Linked DNA regions of Sus scrofa: region 2 is linked to region 1. The links are chromatin contacts, called in public HiChIP or PLAC-seq maps. All regions are on one chromosome and are shown on one strand. The core of a region is the stretch at or near the end of the contact, and the rest is flanking DNA. Distances in the headings are between cores, read along the strand shown.

Region 1 (3,472 bases), core at 551-3,050:
TGATAGGCCATGGAAATGAAGCACATAGGGCAGTCCTTGGCAATCACTCAATAAATATTAACTACTAATTATATTATTATGATGCTATGATAGCTCTATACGAAATTGTTTACCTGTCCAAGCCCCTATAAAATCTAAATCCCACGGAAGGGCAGAGATCATGTTGATTTTGTTCACCACTGTATTTCCAGAGATTTGAGTCATTGCAAGTATATCCGTAGGTGCTTGATGAATACTGAATTATTAACCAAATGCATGCAATGATTAACAAAATGCAAAATCATGGAGTGCTCTGAAAATATGTTAAACTAGTGATGAATGGTTAGATTTGGGAACAACTGCTATAAAAGAACAACCTCTAAATTAGACAGTGGGATATGGCAGAAGTTTGATGATTTAGCCAAGCAGAGAAAATTTTCATTTTGAGGTTGTAATTAAATCTCCACAATGCATACAAAGATTTGGATTCGATTCCAAAGAAGAACCAAAAGCCCCAGGTTGAGAGATCTGAAAGAAGTTCCCGCTATATGACGTGGGTCCCCAGGTAGCGGGCTCCCAGGGAAGAGCTCAACTTGCCAGACCTATAATCTAGTAAACAGCTTAAGTCTCTCTGAATCCGGCCTTCCTCCCCTTTAGCAAAATATACACATGGGCACTTACAAAGAGTTGCTGGTACAAAAAGGCCGCGTGTGAATGTAAACAAGCATCTGGCTTACTGTAGTCGCTGGTTGGATGGTATTATCGTTATTCAACGTGGAGAAACAATTCCACTTTGAATAATAAATCAGCAAGACTAGAAAAGATAAGGGAAGCCAACGTTTTGTCACCTAAAAAGCTCTGGGTTTATAGGGCAACTGTTAACTTGAGTTTGCCACACAGTGAGAAGGGACCAGAGGACAACACTGACCCAGGCTACTTGTGCCTATAGCTGGAGCCCCATATACAAGAAAGGCCAGATAAAACTATTTTCGGCTGTCTGGATCAAGGTGTCAAAGCCATTCGATACTGTTACAGCTCATCAACTTCGCTCTTGTAGCAGGAAAGCGGCCACAGGCAAAACATCAACAATGAACACGGCTGGGTTCCAAGAAAGCTTCATTTATGGACACCGGGATTTGATTTCAAGTAAATCACAAATTATGCGAAATATTCTCCCCAACCATTAAGAAAAAAAAAAAAGTAAAAACCTTCCTAGCTCCAAGCATACAAAAACGGGAGGGGAGTGAGGGGGGCAATTTTGGCTCAAGGCCATGATTTGCCAAGACCGGGCGCAGGGACTTGGCGGCGACGGAGAGGGGTGAGATTGCAAGAAACAGCTGCGAGGAAAGGCCTCTGAACGCGCCAAGTAGAAGGCGATGGAGGGGCGTGGGCAGGTCCCTGGCAGAGAGCAGGCCCCAAGCGGGAACTAGGCCCGGCCAAGCACCTCAGCCGGGACCCCGTGGCCTCTCCCCGAGAGAGCCTGCGCTCGGGGATGGGGCCGCCCCGGGGGTCCACGTCCCGGGACTGGGTAAGGCGGCTGGGACTCGGCAGAGTGCAGCGAAGTTTGCCTCGCGGAAGGGTCTCGGCGCGCCCCTCTTTCGGCATGCCTCTCAGGGCTCAGCAGCAAAAGGGGTCTCTGTGCTGAGACCCATCCCCGTTTCTATGGTTACCTGTTCAGCACCGATTCAAACTGCCGTTCTTTATTGACAGCGCCATAGAGGACACGAACACTCCTGCCCGAAGGGAACAATAAAGCTTTCTCCATTCAACAGCGCCAGATACGCCAGAAGGCGGCCATTTTGAGGCCGGCGCAGAACGGGTATAAACGGGGAGGGGACGGCCCGGCCTGCCCCGCGCGCAACGGTCACGTGCTGGGGGGCGGGTCCCCAGGGCGGGACCTACGTCACGCACTCGCTGTCCACCAATGCTAGGACTTTGGGGTAAGCTGGTTGCGAGCCCCTTCTCTGACCTTTGACCTTTAGCCACGCTTTACCCTCCCCACACTCTGTTCGAAAAGTTCTAGTAGATTTCCACCAATCCCTCGCCAGAAGAACTCTAAAGGTTAGATCTTATTTCAAACAGTGGCAGAGAATTAGGCACAAACGATTTCTTTCCGTTTTTCCAAAACAAGTTCACGTGCAAGGCGGAGACGCGACCCGAGCCGCGTCCCCAGACGCCTTCTTATTGGTGGAGAGGCTTGGCTCCGACGTAATTGGCTAAGAGATCGGTGCGAACCAATCGTGGCGTCTTGAAGGCATATTGATCCCGCCTCTCGTTCCTCGCAATTTTAGCATTTAGCACGTTGGGAGTGAAAACGTTCATAACTTTCCTTTTGCTGGGCATTCCTGTCACACACAATGAGGCACACAGTGAGTTCCACTTTGCAGCTCCTCTTGCCACCTTCACACAAACAGATGAAGTCATATCCAGAGAGTATGGGACAAATTAATTCACATCTGCGGGCCCACTGACCTCTCGGTGTCACTCTGTCACTGTCAAGCAGCCAGCTTTTCTATCACTCAGTTATGCCGCCCAAATCCAGTTGTGTCAGTACGAGACCGAGTTCCCTCTTTGGTTACATCCCCAGTGTGTCAGTATTCATTCGTTCTGAAAGATGTTCCTTGTCGGACTGACTTCTATCACCATTTTAATCACAAATTCAATCTACTGGGCAAACTACCATTTGCATTGTCACTGACATCCATTTCATCATTCTTTACTGTCACCGTCCAGTATGGGACCCCTTTCCGTGACCGACAAACTTCAAACAGTTCTGTACAATATAGCAATTGTAATGTGTGCCCAGCTGTCACTCTTTCAGTTGCTTTCACCATCATTGTCACTCAGCTACTGCCACTGCCACATAGTCAAGCCCCTATTGGTAGGCCCCTATTGGTACACAGCTGTCCTTATTACTGCCCAATTAGTCACTTTCACTATTGTACTCACATGTCACTGTCACATTCAGAGTCCGATTTGCTGTAAGGGATAGTCATTTTTGTAGTCACTAGAGTTACACCCATAGCTATTGTGTCCTCCAATCACTCATTTCTGCCATCTCTGCGTTCTCCTTTAGTGGGAGCCCTCCACACAGGGTTGCCAGAATTAACAAACAGACACATAGAATGGTGCTTGGTAGGTGTATAGTAGGTGCTCAAGAAATATTTGTCCAATCAGCGGATTTTAAAAGAGCACTATTATTGCTAATGTACTATATGTGATTGCGGACAGCTTGAGACTTATCATTCTCAAACAGCAGAAATAAGTGCAGACACAATCTCTCCTCCTTCTTTTTTTTTTTTTTTTTTTTTTTGGTCTTTTTGTCTTTTTGCTTTTTATAGGGCTACTTCCCACGCATATGGAGGTTCCCAGGCTAGGGGTCTAATCAGAGCTGTAGCTGCCCGCCTACGCCAGAGCCACAGCAACACGGAATCTGAGCCGCATCTGCGACCTACACCACTGCTCATGGCAAAGCAGGATCCTTTACCCACTG
Region 2 (3,856 bases), core at 1,199-3,698, 180 kb before region 1:
GGTCCTCATCCATTCATGACTCAGATTCCTGAATTAAGCCAGAAGTTGTGCTGGCCACCAAGGAAAGGGGGCTGCAAAGGTGGGCGTGACCAGGGCACAAGTGACCGGCTTGGGCTCTGTCCTACTCCCAGGAGAGGGTGGCTCCGGCTGTGAGCCTGCTTATCTTGCTGGAGGTTTTACAAAATGACGATCTGACCACTTTAATAATCAATGCATTGGGCACTTAGCGAGTGCCAGGCTCTGTGCCAAAGCCTTCACAGGCCATTATCTCATTGAATTTGGTCCTTACGATGGCCCCCTTAGAAAGCGCCCCTGCTTTTTCATTTTACAGTGAAGGAGCTGAGTATTCGAGGGGGTGGACAGCTCAGTCAAGGTCACACAGCCCGGTGTGGCTGGGCTTCAAATCCACTCCCATTGGATCGAAGAGCCGTGGGCTGTTACATTAAGAGGCCTCCCTACCTGGTGGTTAAAACATGGGCTTTGGAGCCGGACATCCTGACAGAAGGAGCTACATCGTGGACTGTACTTAGAGCAGAGTCGGGTATGGGCCTGCCTTCAGCCAAGGCTTTTATTGTTATTATTATTGCTGCTGGTTTGGGGCAGTAAACATTCACCAATGGTGAGAGGCCTGGAAAGCCATACTGCCAGGATCCCAATCAGGCCTCTGCCCCTTCCTAGCTAAGGGCCTGAGGCATGTGACTTCTGTCTGGCTACAGTTTCCCCTTCTAGAAAATGGGGATATGCCAATCTCTACCTCATCAGGTTGGGGGAGGACGGACAAGTTCAGGCTTTCGACGGCCTGACATATAGGAGATGCTTAGTGATATTGGCTATTTTCAGATTACCACCATCCCTGGGAGTGCCCAAGTTCTGGGACACAATGGAGGCTGCTTGGAAAAGTAAGCAAGAATCTGGTCATTTGGGAGACTGGGCTGAGGGCGAGGAGGGCCCTCAGGTGCCGGCAGCCCAGGGGTGAGGAGCTCTGACTGGCTGCTGGGGGTGGGGTGGGGGTTGAGGGGAGCAGGGTCCTGACCAATGATGAGACTCAGACTCCTACCAGGGAGCGGGACGTGGGTGGGGCGATCTGGGTTCTGGCCCATGGCAGGGGCTATGAGTCTCACACTTGGGCAAAGACTTAAAACCCATCTGGTCTGACCACCCTCTGCCTTCACCATCCATGAGCCCCTACACCTCACACAGTCCCCGCATCACCAACACGTCCATCTCCTTCCAGCCCCACAGCCCCTTTCCCCCTGACTTGAAATCAGGCCAACTTGACCTTGGACTCCCCCTCTGCTGCTACTTGGCTGCATGACTTCAGGCAAGTGCCTTAACCTCTCTGAGCCTTTGGCGAAGTTAATTTTGACCGGACAGAGGATTCCAGGAGATGGAATCTGGAACCAGGTCCCTAGTGCAGTGCCTGATCCCATGGCCTCCTCCACCAGCATTACTGAGTTCTCAGTACTAGCTAATAACCCATCCCAACTTTGCCTGCGAGTCAAATCGCTTCCTTGAAAGAGTCACACTGAGCTTTCTCATTAGGTTACCAGGTAATAAGAGAAGGCAGGTGTTGGAGAAATGCTGGGCTGGGTGGAAGAGGACCTGCTTCTAACTTCATCTCTGCCGCTGCCGTATTTTTTTTTCTTTTTTTTTTAGGGCTGCACCCGCAGCATATGAAAGGTCCCAGGCTAGGGGTCGAATCAGAGCTACAGCTGCCGGCCTACACCACAGCCACAGCAATGCCGGATTTGAGCTGTGTCTGTGACCTACACCACAGTTCACAGCAATGCCAGATCCTTAACCCACTGAGCAGGGCCAGGGATCAAACCCACATCCCCATCCCCATGGTCAGGTTCGTAACCTGCTGAGCCACTGACACGTCTTGAACCAGTTGGTGAGCTAGGCACTATCTGAGTTGGTCTCCTTTAGGGCTCCCAGCACCCCTGAAAGATTTTGTTATCCTTGGAGAGGATCCAGGCTGAGAGAGGTTATGCGACTTAGCCCAGACCACCAGCGCCTGAGAGGCAGAAGCAGGGCTTAGCTCCAGTCTCGGTGACCCCAAAGCCTTTGTCCTGCTGGCTCCCATTTTAGGCTGACTCCTCCTCCATTACCTGGGGCTCCAGGTAGCAGCAGGCTCCCAAGATCACCTCCAGAGAGTCTGATACCTGAGGTCTGGGTTTGGGCCCAGGAATCCTCATGGTCAAACACCACAGGGGGCTCTGAGGCAGGGGATTCAGGGCCTGTCATTTGGGAATCACCACCCTCTGCCCTATTGGTCCTGCCAGCCTGTCCCTGTCCCAGTGCTGAGCCCCATCCTCACCTGGGAACCTGATGTCCTGGGATGTCGCTGGGCTCGGCAGCAGTGGGACCGGGAGCCAGGAGCCTGCTGCTCTCAGTCCAAAGCGGAAGTTCCATTCCCCAGACAAACGAGAAGGGCCTTCCCCTGACGGCCCCCTCCCACGGGCCCAGCAGGCCAGTCCCCTCCCGGTCACCCCATTTTGACACTCTTCTGCTGCCTTCAGGCAGTTTCAGGTCCCGTTTCTGCCATCTGGCAGGGTTTACTGTAAGTGAGGGGTGGGTGGCGGGCTGGGTTTCGCTGGCTCAGCAGCTGCGGGGAACAGCAGCTATGGCTGTTCTGGGAGAAGATCCACAACTGCCAAGGCCCCTGACCTCATGAGCTTCTGCAGGGAACAGGGGTGTTCCTCAAATGCAAACATGGTTCGCCTGGTGCCTGAGGGCTGGATTTCGGGTTCAAAACCTCAATTCATATTTTGGCTCTGCCACTTACCAGCCAAACCTCACCTTCTCAGCCACGGGAACCCAAGGGAGCCCCACTTTCCTCTGCTGTGCGCTGGGCCCATAATTACACTTGCTCTACAGAGCGTACAGGGCACTGGGGCACTCAGACCAGAGTGTGAGAAAGAGGACAGCAAACTGTAAAGTGCAGTGCACATATTGATTATTAATATCAGACCTTGTCCCAGGCCTCCCCTTCCCAGGCTCATCTCTTCTGCTTTCTTTCCATCTTGCACCCCTGCTCTTTCTCTGTTCTCAGAAAATAATGTAATAATGAAACATGCATTTTAAATGTGGTCATTATTTATTTATCCCCCTTCCTTGGCTTCCAGAGGGCCTGGAGCTGGTGACAGTAATAGGCTCAGGCAGAAACCTGTTGCTTGTTGATCCTTGGATCCCACCAAGGTAGGGCTGGAGAGGGGTTTGGAGGTCACCCAGCCCATGTGGCTCATTTGGTATATGGGGAAACTGAGGCCCAGAGGAGCAAGAGCCATCACTCAGCAAATATTCTTTGAGGTTCTATGTGCCCTGGAGGTAGAGCTGCCTGCAAATCAGCCCCAGGTCCTGCCCCCAGGGGGTGTCTCTGCTCCTGGAAGAGACTGGTGTTAAACATGGAATGATGGGCGTTCCCATCATGGCACAGTGGTTAAGGAATCTGACTAGGAACCATGAGGTTGCAGGTTCGATCCCTGGCCTTGCTCAGTGGGTTAAGGATCCATTGTTGCCGTGAACTGTGGTGTAGGTCGCAGATGTGGCTCAAATCCCGAGTTGCTGTGACTCTGGCATAGGCCGGTGGCTACAGCTCTGATTAGACCCCTAGCCTGGGAACCTCCATATGCCGTGGGAATGGCCCTAGAAAAGGCAAAAAGACAGAAAACAAAACACAAAACAAAACAAAAACATGGAATGATGCAAAAAGTTCCACTGCTTCTGTGATGAATGTCACAAAAAGTGGCTATGGGAGTCCACACCCCATGCAAGTGGCAGATGCAGCACTCAGAGTCAGGCAGCCCTGGCACCAGGAGGGCAGCCCTCTTCCTGAGGCTTCACCTGAGGCCAC

Evidence for each region. HiChIP or PLAC-seq counts read pairs in DNA pulled down with a chosen protein or histone mark.
Region 2: a contact with region 1 is called in an H3K27ac HiChIP or PLAC-seq map of alveolar macrophages. The contact joins the promoter of C1QB here to the promoter of ZBTB40 in region 1. A contact is called at or near these places in 1 of 47 Hi-C or Micro-C datasets (fibroblasts) and 1 of 2 datasets of contacts at active chromatin or transcription factors (alveolar macrophages).

Annotation. Positions count from the first base shown.
Region 1 is chr6:80,418,159-80,421,630 of Sscrofa11.1, reverse strand. ZBTB40 (zinc finger and BTB domain-containing protein 40) reads right to left here and starts at 1,800. Exons shown (of 20, transcript XM_021095498.1): 1 at 1,650-1,800. It overlaps LOC102165262 (a long non-coding RNA gene), which reads left to right and starts at 1,850. Exons shown (of 5, transcript XR_002344935.1): 1 at 1,850-1,919.
Region 2 is chr6:80,600,272-80,604,127 of Sscrofa11.1, reverse strand. C1QB (complement C1q B chain) reads right to left here and starts at 2,448. Exons shown (of 3, transcript NM_001244283.1): 1 at 2,321-2,448.